Regions from separate parts of the Ovis aries genome. Here region 2 is linked to region 1. The links are chromatin contacts, called in public Hi-C maps. All regions are on one chromosome and are shown on one strand. Each heading gives the region's core, a stretch centred on a gene start, on an enhancer-like site or on the middle of the called end of the contact. The rest is flanking DNA. Distances are from core to core; before and after follow the strand shown. Region 1 has its middle 260 kb from the start of FAM43A. Region 2 holds the start of FAM43A (family with sequence similarity 43 member A).

Region 1 (6,376 bases), core at 2,028-4,527:
GGGCTGACTGGGAAAACCCAAGAGCTACATTTTCTGTGATTCAGAAAACAGGAGTGAAGGTGAGTGATTGCTTCCCACAGGCCTCTCAAGTGAATCCCAGGCAGCAATGCTCCCCACCCCCAACACTCCTAGAAACCCAAACCCTGTGATGGGCACTGTTCCTCTAATCCCTGGGGAAGGGGGCACTGACTCAGGAGCTGGCAGGGTCAGGACAGTGCCTGAGGATGAGAGCTGGAGACCATCACCCAAGGAAGCAGAAAGAGTAGGAGGCATGCCTTTTCCCACTGTGTGTCAAATGGGGAAGCACAAGCCCAGGGAAGCTAAATGACTCACCCCAAATTGTCCACCTAGAGCCTTAGTTTCGGCTGCTGGCTCAGGGCTCTTTCCCATTATCATATGCCCTGTGGGGTGTAAGCTGGAGTTAGCAAATTGGTGCGATTTAGCTGTGTTTTTGTTTGAATATCTAGTGCAGAGAAGAAATTTGCAAATATAGCTGGCAGAAGCTCCTGTTCTTGGGAAACCCCATACAAATGACCACAGCTGGAGAGGATGGCCTTGCAGGCCTACCCAGGGCCCTCAGCTACCCTGTTCCTCCTAGAAGGACCTTGCAGGAAATCCTGTCAGACTGACACCGAGAGGTGGCGGCTGCAAAGCCTCTGAGTTTTGTGAGGTTTCTGTTCAGTCAGACCCCTGACATTATGAGAGGAGACCTGAGCACTGTTTCTGACCTAGAGGGTCACTAGGTGTGTGATTCAGTGATGAGGCTGTTTCCTTCTCTGGGGATGGGAGTGAGGAGGGGTAGCAGTGGACTAAATGGTCTTTAAGGTCCCTGTGACCCAGTCCTACAGGAAGGGGGAAAGTTTCTGGATTAGCATTGTTTTGATCTCAGCAAGCTTTGAAGCCCAACATTCCCAAAAAGAGGGCTTCCCTGGTGGCTCAGTTGGTAAAGAATCTGTCTGCAATGCAGGGGACCCGATTTTGATCCCTGGGTTGGGAAGACCCCCCTAGAGGAGGGCATGGCAACCCACTCCAGTATTCTTCCCTGGAGAATCCCATGGACAGAGGAGCCTGGCAGGCTACAGCCCATGGGGTCGCAAAGAGTTGGACACAACTGAAGAGACTTGGCATGCACGAACAGAAAGAAGGAATACTTATTTAACCATAGAATTACACTACACATATTGTCTACATATTTTTTCCACAAATCTGGGAGGGAGAAAAACAGTATAGTGCAGAATTATGCTCAGGACCTTAGGGTGGAAGTTGGACTGTACTCTTGACTCTTTCGTTGCCTAAATTCCTCTTAGATTTTGCTTCTTCAGCTGGGTCCTGGCTCAGCTATGGTTGACTAAACAACTAGGCACTTCATAAACGGAATCTCCATTAGAACTTTTTGTGCTCTGGTTAGTTTTATTCTCCTGAGCTTCTTTGCTTCTGTCCAGAGGGACAGGCAAGCTGTCTTCTGGTGTCTTCGGGGCTGTTGTGTGGTGGAGATGTTGCACAGGGTTTGCTATACCTGGTGAGGAATCCCACCAGACAAGGTCCTGACTCACCCTGATTCTAGACAACTCACTTCTGAGGAGTTTTTCCTCAGCCATATTAGTCAGGGCTCTTTCAGTAGAACGTGACAGAAACCCAACTCACACTTGCTTTAATACGAAGTGGAATTTTGGACTCAGGAAACTGGGAAAGACAGGGGTAAAATGGACATTAGGTGTCTGGATTGCAGGCTCAATGATGTCAGCTTTCTTTCAACAGTTCAGTTCAGTTCAGTCGCTCCGTCGTGTCCAACTCTTTGCAACCCTGTGAACTGCAGCACGCCAGGCCTCCCTGTCCATCACCAACTCCTGGAGTTCACTCAGACTCATGTCCATCGAGTCCGTGATGCCATCCAGCCATCTCATCCTATGTCGTTCCCTTCTCCTCCTGCCCCCAATCCCTCCTAGCATCAGAGTCTTTTCCAATGAGTCAACTCTTCGCATGAGGTGGCCAAAGTACTGGAGTTTCAACTTCAGCATCATTCCCACCAAAGAAATCGCAGGGCTGATATCCTTCAGTGCCCAATCACTTTTCTCTCTTTGTAATTTGTCTTCTTTTTTATTTTTTCTATTACAAATAGAAATATTTGGCATGGGAGTCGGGGGAGAGGAGTCTGCATGGCTGCAGACAACCCAGCTGAAACCACTCCTGTTAGTGGCCCTAAAAGAAAGAACTTCAGTGTACACAAGTCTCAGGAGAGGCTCTAATTGGCTGGCTTAGGCCACATATCCACCTCTGGGACCTACACCATATCCAGGCCAGGTTAGGGCAGCAGGGTTGTAGCCACTGGCAGTCAAATCCCATGGAACAAGGGGGTGGGGTGGGGTTGGGGGTGGTGGTGGTAGTGGTGGTGGTGGTGGTAGTGGTGGTGGTGGTGGTGGTGGTGGTGGTGGTGGTGTGTGTGTGTCTGTGTGTCTGTGTGTGTGTGTCTGTGTGTGTGTGTAGCATTTTCGTAAATGAGGGGATATTGTTATCAGAGTGAGGTCAGAGGAATATTGTGAGAGATCAAAACAACAGAAACCCACTATCCAGGTTGAGCAATGGTAAAGAATCCCCCTGCCAATGCAGGAGACTGTAAGGGATGCACGTATGATCCCTGAGTCCCGGAGTTTCCCTGGAGGAGGAAATGGGCAATCCACTCCAGTACTGTTGCCTGGAAAATTCCATGGACAGAGGAACCTGATAGGCTACAGTCCATGAGGTCACAAAGAGCCGGGACATGACTGAGCAGGGCACACACACACACACACACACACACACACACATACTGTAACAAGAACAGAAAGAACTTGACAGACAGAACCGTTGGGTATAAAATTAACTAGATAACTGAAAAAGGAGACCCCCCCCCGCCCCCCAAGGACGACAGTGGTGGCAACTTCAGGAATCAGCCACCATTCCCCTGGCTGAAGGAGCAAAGCACAGAGGAGGAGCTCTGCAGAGCTGGAACTCATACTTGGGAGGAAGGAGGGCCGCGTGCCTGGAACCAGACCTTCCCAGTAGGGGCGCCAGCTGGCTGTTAACATTGTCTCTTGGCGGTCAGGGTGGGGTGAAACGGGTTCTGCAGGAGCTGGAAAAGCTGCAAACTGGAGTCAGCTGCTGTTCCAGTTTGGCCTTGGCTGGGGCCGGGGGAAGAATAGCGGTGGGATGGTGTTCACGGAAACAGGAAGCCTGCAGGAAGCAGACGGGGAACAAACAGGAAAGAGTAAGCCGGCTCTCCGCCTCCAGCCCGTAGGGGCCTTCTTGCGCCCCCTATCGCCATAGCTTACACAGCGCTAGCCGGCAAAGCCATGTGAGGGAGGGCATGGAATCCTGGCTCGGGCCCAGAACAGTGACTTGACAACTGACCCCGGTGTCTTACTGCAGGCTTTCTGGGTGGTGTGGCTTCCAGAGTAGCAATCTGTGTCCCTCAGGAGGCTGTGAACTCCTAGAGGTCAGGGGCATGTCTGATGTATCTGTGTCCTTCTCAGGGCCTGGAACCCTGCCTGGGCTGAGCTGGCCCTAGTAAGTGTATGGCAGGAGGCCAGGGTAAGTGGGTCCTGGGGCAACTCTGCAGCCCGCCCTGCTCAGCCTTTAGAGTTCCTGCCTGTCTTCCCCTGGGGTGTGATTCTAGGTTCTTGCTGGAGTCCTGCATGGACCAGGGAGGGAGTGAGTTAAACCCCCACCGTGAGCAGCTTGGGGTAGGCTCTGCCCAGCCTGGTTGATGAGCCCACCTCTCCCACCCACCCCCGCCCCACCAATTTCTCATTCTCACCTACTTTCTGATAAAGTCAGAAGTAGGGTCCCCGCCTCACCATGAGTTAGATATGTGAGTTTGGGCAGGTTATTGGACCATTCTGAGCCCCAGTTTCCCCAGAACTCCCCCTTCAGTCTTTTATTCTCAGCACCAAGAAGCAAGAGGAAAGTCTTGGTCCTCTCCATCCATGTATATCTCCCCTTCCTCCAGTTCCCCTCCCCTATCCCTGTTCTTAAAAGGAGTGATAATTCAGCATCATAGTTAGGCTTTGAGATGCAGTCAGTATCAGCAAGACAGAGATCTGTTTAACTGAGAGAAAAGCAAATATCCAAGACAACTGGGACTTGCTGGGCAGGGGTCCTGGGATCTCTACAGGATGAAGCAGGGCCCCATGGTGAGGAGATGGGAGAAGCTGAGGTGGAAAGGGGGCTCTGCATCAACCCTGAGGAAGCAGGACAGGTGAGAACCATCTCCTGGCTCCCAGTGAATTCCAGATCCGCTGAACATGTGAGCCAGACTTTTCAGGTGAAGACCTGAGCCTCCTAGCCTCCAGCTGCTGTAGGGAAGGACAGCAAGGGGACAGGCCCCATGGGGGTAAAGGACCCTCAAAGACTTGACAGGGCCATGTGGGAAATGGGAATGGGCCAGTGCTCCATACAGAGAAAACACTCCCATAATAAATGGTAGCTTTAGCTCCATTATAGCCCTTATCACGCCTGGCCTCTACTAAGGTTTCTGTGTACAAGTTTATCTCCCTCACTAATCTTGAGTTCTTTCAAGGTAGAGGCTGTGTCTAATTTTTCTCTGGTGGTATTGTGCCCAGAGGATATGGGGGTAGTGGTGTCTGGAGACCACAGTCAAGGCTAGATGAGTGTTAGGAGGGCCTGCCGTGGCAGTGTGGCCTAGGTATGGCTGTGAGCTGAGGAAGGGGCATAAGTGGTGGCAGACTTGACATTTCCCAGAGAGGGACCCTGGCAGGCAGGTGGAGGAGATCATAGTACAGAGCCGTCTTTCTCAGCCAAGGGAGAGATCAGCAATGAACCAGGTGTCCCAAAGGGAGGCTAACTGCTCCTGAGGACTGATGGGGCTTCCGGGATCTGCTTGGCGTCATCCCAGCCAGAGAGCACCTGCTTCCTTAAGAACTGCAGTTTCCTTTGTTGAATGCAGCCCCCAGATGAGGAATGGTTCGGGCTGTGCTTTTCCTCTCTTTTCTTTTTTGGAATGAGCCACTCTTGGGGAAGATTCCAGTGCCTGGCGACTTGAAACACTGGGGCTGGGATGGAGACCGACATTTTCCAGAGCAGTCCCTCAGCACGGTCAGCATGTCTCCCTCCATCTGCTTGGCTGTGTGTCTACCTGCGATGCTTAATGCTGGTGGACAGGTTTGCTGATTGGCCACTCTCTGGAGGGCCCTTCTTTGCAACTGGGCAGTGGGGCTGGTGGGTGGAGAGGCTTCTGAATCCAGGCTGCTGACCTTGTTCCTGCGGTCCAGACACAAAGTAGGGGGTGGACGTGCCTTTCCTTCCCTGCTTAATAATCATCCCTGCTGGGCCCCCTCAACTTGAAAGATGGGGCATAGTACCTGTAATGAGTGATGACTCAGGAGTCAGCCTGCTCGTGTCTGAATCCTGACTTCATGTCACCCGGGGCAAGTCAGTTCTCCTCTTGAAGCCTCAGTTTTCTCATCTGTAAATTAACTATCCCGGAAAGTTATATGAAGCTTAAATTAGATAATTAGGGTGAGAAGTTTAAGCACAGGGCCTGGTACTTGATAAGCAGTGATGAAGTATAGTTTTTATTAGTAGTAGTACATTTCCTGTGGCTGCTGTAACAACTTACAATAAACTGTGTGGCTTTCAACACCCAGTCACAGTTCTGATGTACAGGTCCGAAATCAAGGTGTCAGCAGGGCCGTGCTCCCCTCTGGAGGCTCTAGGAAAGAATCTGCTCCTTGACTTTTCCTTGGCTGCCAGCATTCCTTGGTTTGTGGCTCCCTCATTCCAGTCTTCGAGGCTGGCCTCTTCACATCTCTCTACATGATCTGTCTTTGCCTGGCCTTCTCCATATGTGTGTGGTCAAAACTCCCTTTGCCTCCCACTTATAAAGAGGGATGTGATTCAGTGGAGGTGAACCTCAGTTTAGTCACATCTGCAAAGAATCTTTTCTTTTTTACTCACATAAGTAACATTCACAAGTTCCAGGGATTATGATCTTTGGGGGGCCACTTTTCAGTTTAACGAAGAGGGAAAGACTAGAGTGTGGGGGAGAGACTTTGAAGTCACTGGTCACTGTCCTAGGACAGGCTCCCTATAAGCAGACCCTGGCTGAGGCTTCGTGTGCACCAGGTTTATTAGGGAAGTTCTCCCAAGAGGAACTAGGAAGAATGGGAAAAGCGGGTCAGAGAAGCGAAAGGAGCTAGTCATGCCAAATTGGAAGCCCCAGTCTCAGGCTACTCCAACAGGTAGATTTAAGGAGAAAAACCTCTGATGAAATGGACTCTCACTTTTATCCAATCTTATTTCCTTCCTTTTCCTTCCTGAGGAAATTTTTGTCGTAAATTTGATAGGTTCCTTCTTGTCCACCTCAAAAATGTTTCTAACA
Region 2 (6,376 bases), core at 1,936-4,435, 260 kb after region 1:
GAGCCTCCCAACCCTATCCTAGTCATCGTCACACCCTCTCCCGCCCACCCCCATGGCCAAGCATGTTCTGAAGCAGCTTTGGATGCTCACCTGTTCTGTTCAATTTTCCTCTTTATTCTCTTCCCCACTGGCGTGCAAACAGAACCAGAGCACGGCTACTCTTAAAAAATAACAAAATGTTTTATACACATTTCTGTATATACAACTGAACAAAATTTTACATGTCCCTTTTGCACAGCAAAAGATATAAACATTGGACTCTGAGAACACAGTTATGTACAAGGAAACCAAAAAGATGTCAAAAATACTTCACAACAGTGCAAAAATATTTTACACAGTATCACGGAGTGAGATCTTTTGAGCAGGAGCAAGGTGTGTGTGTTTCTTAAGGAAAACTTTTTCTAGGTATTGGATGTCAATAACTGTAAACAAAATGCGACTTTCTTTCACCCCTCTCCCTTCCCCACTAGTTATTTGAGGAATTTGGCAGAATTTCAAGGGTCTGAGTCTGAGGTAAACAACCCAAGCTCTCGCACCAAAAAGACTGGGTCCAAGGAGGTGGCATTAAAGCCTCAAACACTGTGAAAGCAATTAAAAAAAACACACACACACACACAAAAACTGCCATGTCAATGACAACGCTAGGCCCTCCCAGATGGCCGGTGGGGGAGGAAGTTAACCCCTCCTCCTCAGGCCCCAGCTGCCCCACAAACAGGAAACTTGCTAACACCAGCGGCCTTTCCCTTCCCCAGACCCCAGATGGCGACCTCTTTCCCCTTCCTTGTAGGGTTCCCCTCCCCCGTATCTCCACTTGCAATCTGAGCCCCGCTTCAAACACAGCCATTTGTATGGGTGTAGAGAGGGAGGGTCTGGGCCTCAAGTGTCCCATTTCCCCTTTCCTGGGCCAGGTCGGGAGGTAAGGAAGTGGTGGAGAGACGCGTCGGGGTCACGATCGGGCGCCAGGGGTGCGCACAGGACATTGCTGGGAGCTCAGCCCGAGTGGGGCTCGTCTGGGCTGGCGCAGTCCGCAGGGCCGGATGGGTCCCCGGCGGTGGCAGTGTTGGCATCCGGGCCCCCTCCTTCAATGGAGCTCTCGCTACCCGTGCTCTCGCCCGACAGCAGGCGCGTCACCCGCAAGTCCGCCTGCAGGCTGCGCACGTCGTTGCCAAAGCTGAGCTCGCCCAGGTCGTTAATAAGCTGCGAAAGCTCGGCCCTCATGTCGGAGGTGTTGCCCAGCAGCAGAGGCGACCCAGCCTCAAGGCCCGGCGAGACCCCGCCGCCCCCTAGCGCCTCCTCGTGGCCACTCTCCAGCGTGTCCAGCAAGTCCCCGCATTCGAAGTGCATGGCCACCACCAGCGCCCGCTTCGCTTCGGCCTCTGGCTCTGCCGGCTCTCCCTCCCCAGCTCGGTCCTCCTCCTCGGGGCAACCCTCCGCGTGCTCCTCTTCCTCTTCCTCCTGCAGCTCCTGCTCCTGCTGTTCGCCGAGCAGGTCCTCGGTGATGGAGCCGAGCTTGGGCGCACTTCGGCTGCGCTCCACCGGCGGTTTGTAGCAGCAGGGTCCGTGCAGGAGCAGCTTGCGCAGCGGCACTAGCGGGATGGTGTGAGCGCCAACCAGCTCCTGCTGCTGGTGACGCGCATCGTCCCGCCGCTTGAGCCGTTTAAATTCCGCCAGAGCATTGGCCGACGTCTGGTAGAGCAGCAGGGCCATGGCCTGCGCCTTCTCGGGCTTCGACACGAGTACCGCGTGACAGCGCAGCATGACCGCCTTGTGCTTGAGCTCGTGCCGGTACACCCAGGCGAAGACCTTGGGCAGTCGCGCGTCCGCCACACAGTAGGTAACGCGGTGCAGCAGGTACAGGTGGCCAGGACGCCGCAGCGCGCGCTCCTCGGCGTGCACCATGCGGATACCCTGCGCACTCACAGTCAGCTTCATCTTGGTGCCCTGACGGCCCGCCTCGCTCTTGCTCCAGATCTTGCCCACCGCTAGGTCGGTGCAGCCGTCGCCGCGCGCCTGGATGGTGGTGGCATTGCCCAGGTAGAGCACAGTATAAGTGGGGTCCTCGCTGGTGATGTGCAGTTTCTTGCGCTTGGAGCGGAACATGCTGCCCACCCGGCTGAGCGCGCCTTCGGGGCACGCCCTCGCTAGCGAGCTGAGCGCCGAGTAGTGCAGGCTCACCGCGTAGCCCTTGGGCTTGGACGCCTGCCGTGGCGGCGCCTCGGCCAGCAGCTCGAACTTGTGCTTCTTCCACGGCAGCATCTCCGGAGGGTGCCCCCGCGCAGCTGGGCGGCGGCGGCGGAGCGCCGGTTGAGAGCCCGGCTGAGCCACCCGCCCCGGCCGGGCTCGGCCCGGGCAAGACCGAAAAATAAAACTGCTGGGAGTGGCCCAATCAGGAGTGGGGGCGGGGGAATGGGGGTGTATAAGGCTCGAAAACCCAGCAAAAGAGGTAGGGGTCGAATTTCTTTCTTTTTTTTTTTAAGATTTAACTGCAAGGGGGAGGAGGGAAGGAGCACACAGATTTACCCCAGCCTGAGCAGGATCAGGGCAGAGTCTTAAGCAGGCAAAATGAGAGAAAGACAGCACAAGAGTGGGGCGGAAAACGTCTTTAGAAAAAAAGAGATGTGCGCGTGCAAATAAATGAAAAAGCCCCCAGAAAAAGCAGCCGGGGTGGTGCGAGAATACGCAGGAACTCCTCGGCGAAGGTGAATAAGGGCCCCCCTCTCACACACACACACAGTCGCTAGGGCCAGAAACCGCGGAAACTCAACCGCGAGTGTACCCAGGGGTCGCTACTCCCCACCTCCAAGGGGTGCTGGAGGCAGAGAGCCCCTTGGTTGAGCGGGTCCCAGAAGCAGTTGCTTGCTCCAAGTGCGCTCGGATGGTGGGTCCGGATGGCCGCGGCGGGCCCCGCGCAGCAATCCCCCCGTGGCTCACTGCATCTTCCCACAGGCAGGACGCCGAGGACTTGGGCTCCGCGGCTCACTGTTAGGGCTGGCTCGGCGGGGGCAGCGCGGGGCTCCGAGGGCCAGGCGTGCGCATGGTCGGCTCCCGGGACGGTCGCTACCTCATTTCTTTTCTCCGGAGGGTGTCTGACTCGGCTCCCGGGATACCCTGGCTCGGCTGCCAGCCTTTGCAGCGCGCCCTCTCCGGTGCTACGAGCGGTAGCTGCCTCGCCAGCCTCACATCCTTGCCGTCCGAGAGGAAGATCTCGGGTAAATATAGGCCGGCACAAACCATTCGCCGCGCGGGGACAGGGGAGGAGCAGAGACAAGGATCTGTTTCAGGCTTGGACGCCTCGCGGTTTGCCAATCTCTTAAAGGGATCTGGTTGCAGCCATTGGTTGGGGGAAAGGGGAGACCGCTCCAGTCTGGCAATTTCATCCCAAATTTACCAATATCCCCTATATCTACAGAAATCTCCAAGACCTGGGGTTACCCCGCAGGAAAAGCAACTTGAATTCTGACACTCCACCCCCAGGCTGAATTGCAACTCACTAAATAAATGTATGTCTCCATCGAAACTTCTGGGGGAGGCGGTGGAAGGTGGGATTTACACTCTAATATGCAAAAAAGGTTGGGGAAATAGTAATTCTTTCTGTGTGTGAGAGCTTTCTGAGAATGACTGGGTGCTATTTTTTTCCGCAGAATTTTATTCTTTCAAAGAAAATAAAGAAGGGCAGAGAAAACATCTTTCACTTTCTTGGAGCCCTTTCTCCACAGGTGAAGAGCAGATAGTGAAAAGAGAGATGAGTGGTAATAAGATGGTTGGAGTGAACACTAAAGTATGTATTTGATAAATAAGCTCCTAACTCCCAGCAGTGGCCCTGCCTTCTGTCAGGGCCTAAGCGGGAGAGCACTTTTCTGAGATATATACAGTTTCTAAATAAACCTGGTGTGGGGTGAAGAACTCAGTTTACTTTGGCTTGCCAGTCATTTAGTTTTATTACATCACTATCACATTATGAATGAAAATTCCTAGTAAAAATTCAAATGACTTTTATTTGTTTCAAATAATGCCCACCCACCCTCCATGAGAATGATTAACATTAATCATTCTCTTGTGCCAGCTTGACACTGTCGCTTTAATCATCTGGCTGGCTTGACCCTTGGTTAGTAACTCATTTCTGGGCCCAGCTTTCCTCTACGGTCTACTCACTCAAAGCAAAACCCCTTGTAGCGGGAATGTGTAATAATTGTCCTGATAACCCTGCATGGAACACCCAAATTCATCCCACAGGAGAACAATAGACCCTCCCACTCTCCAGGCCCAGGCTTCTGGGGATCTGGATGTTTCTGGCTTCCGTGCCAGGTCCTGATCTCAGTACAACCATAATCCCTCCTGGGGATTCTCTGGCCCTCTATTTTTGCTAACTTTTAACCTTTCTTTGAAAGTAAGTGAAATTCACTCAGTTGTGTCCAACTCTTTGCGACCTCATGCACTCACTGTATGTCCATGGAATTCTCCAGGCCAGAATACTGGAGTCGGTAGCCTTTTCCTTCTCCAGGGATCTTCCCAACCCAGGGATCGAACCCAGGTCTCCCGCATTGCAGGCAGATTCTTTACCAGCTGAGCCACGACTCAATTTGCTAGAGTCATGGGTACTGAATTTCAGTTTAACTAACTTTCCTGAGTACCTTTTGGTACCAGGCCCTGAACTGGGATCTTACAGACCTAATTCCTGTCTTCAAGAAACTCCCAGTCCAGTGAAGGATATAAACTTCACCCAACTCTGGGCTTCTGCTGGAACGTAAATTCTATGAGAGCACCCTGTCTGCCTCAGTGCCTGGCACCACTTAATTGTTGAATGAATGAATGGAACATGCATGTAAACAAGAAGACGGAGTGGATCAAATGCCCTGCGAAGATCCCAGAGTACTCTGAGAAGCTGGAGAAGAAAAGAGTCTTTGTGACTAGGAAAATCAAAGAAGGTTCCACAGAGGTGGTTATGTTTAGAATGAATGAGACATCCCCAAGCCGGAAAGAGTTAAAGGGCTTTCCAGATATAGCAAACATAGAACATAAAAATGCACATGTGCAGTTGAGGCTGGCATTTAATAACAATGAAACGGGAGAACTCTCCTGGTGGTTCAGTGGTTAAGAGTCCACCTGCCAATGCAGGGGACGTGGGTTCCACCCCTTGCCTAGGAAGATTCTACACGCCATGGGACAACTAAGCCCATGTACCACAACTAACGAGGCCCACGTGCCCTTCAGCCTGTGCTCTGCAACAAGAGAAGCCCTGGCAACGAGAAGATCACACCGCAACCACAGAACAGGCCCTGCTCTCCGCAACTAGAGAAAGCCTGCATCCAGCAGCAAAGACCCAGGGCAGCCAAAACAAAATAAATTAAATAGTTTCTTTGAGTGAAAGAGGAAAATTTCCTGATCAAACAAGGAATTCTCCTGATCATGCTTTCTGGGCTCTCCTAGTCTCTAAGAGAAGGAATGGCCTTTTCATGGCTGGCTGGGCCCAGAATGTCATTAGATCAGAGCTATAATGACTTAACCCTCAACTGCACTGATAGGTTAATGGAGGCAAGATGTTGGAAGGAGCTGGTTAGGACTGTAATAAGCCACTTAAACCAAGGTTAATTCCTCTTCTGCTTGCATTTCAGGAATATCTTATAGTGGCAATGAAGTAGAGAGAGTAAGTGGTCCAAACAAAAAAAATCCTAGAAAAAACACACCAAATTAACTTGTGCTTCCCTGGTGGCTCAGAGGTTAAAGCGTCTGCCTCTAACGGGAGACCTGGGTTCGATCCCTGGGTCGGGAAGATCCACTGGAGAAGGAAATGGCAACCCACTCCAGTATCCTTGCCTGGAGAATCCCATGGACGAAGGAGCCTGGTGGGCTACAGTCCATGGGGTCGCAAAGAGTCAGACATGACTGAGCGACTTAAGTGACCTTTAGCTAGTCCATATCTCAAAGTCTAGACTCTACAAAAGCAGACATCATGTCCAAGCAGTTAACATTTCCAAATTACTCAGAGGTCCAAGGATTACGACAAGGCTGTATATTGTCACCCCGCTTATTTAACTTCTATGCAGAGTACATCATGAGAAACATTGGGCTGGAAGAAGCACAAGCTGGAATCAAGATTGCCAGGAGAAATATCATCTTCAGATATACAGATGATACCACATTGATGGCAGAAAGCAGAGAGGAACTAAAGAGCCTCTTGATGAGGACGAAAGAGGAGAGTGAAAAAACTGCCTTAAAACTCAACATTTGAAAACTAAGATCATGGCATCCAGTCCCATCACTTTATGGCAAATAGAACGGGAAAAAGTAGAAGCAGTGACAGATTTTATTTTCTTGGGCTCCAAAATCACTGTGGACGGTGACTGCAATCATGAAAATTAAAAGACACTTGCTCATT

What was found. Hi-C and Micro-C count contacts between places; a contact is called where the count stands out from the background.
Region 2: a contact with region 1 is called in a Hi-C map of tail adipose tissue, with 3 times the contacts expected there. The contact joins the promoter of FAM43A here to the enhancer-like site in region 1. A contact is called at or near these places in 2 of 16 Hi-C or Micro-C datasets (muscle and tail adipose tissue).

The regions. Positions count from the first base shown.
Region 1 is chr1:193,420,259-193,426,634 of ARS-UI_Ramb_v3.0, forward strand. No RefSeq gene overlaps it. Among named protein-coding and RNA genes, the nearest start is that of FAM43A, 260 kb to the right of the region's middle. Within about 2 kb of position 3,278, at least 29 of the 54 cell types and tissues checked have an H3K27ac peak or open chromatin away from gene starts, as enhancers often do. A contact at or near this core is called in muscle and tail adipose tissue, where this site is marked.
Region 2 is chr1:193,684,790-193,691,165 of ARS-UI_Ramb_v3.0, forward strand. It overlaps FAM43A (family with sequence similarity 43 member A), which reads right to left and starts at 3,186. Exons shown (of 1, transcript XM_012108037.4): 1 at 162-3,186. The coding sequence starts at 2,256. The coding sequence ends at 991.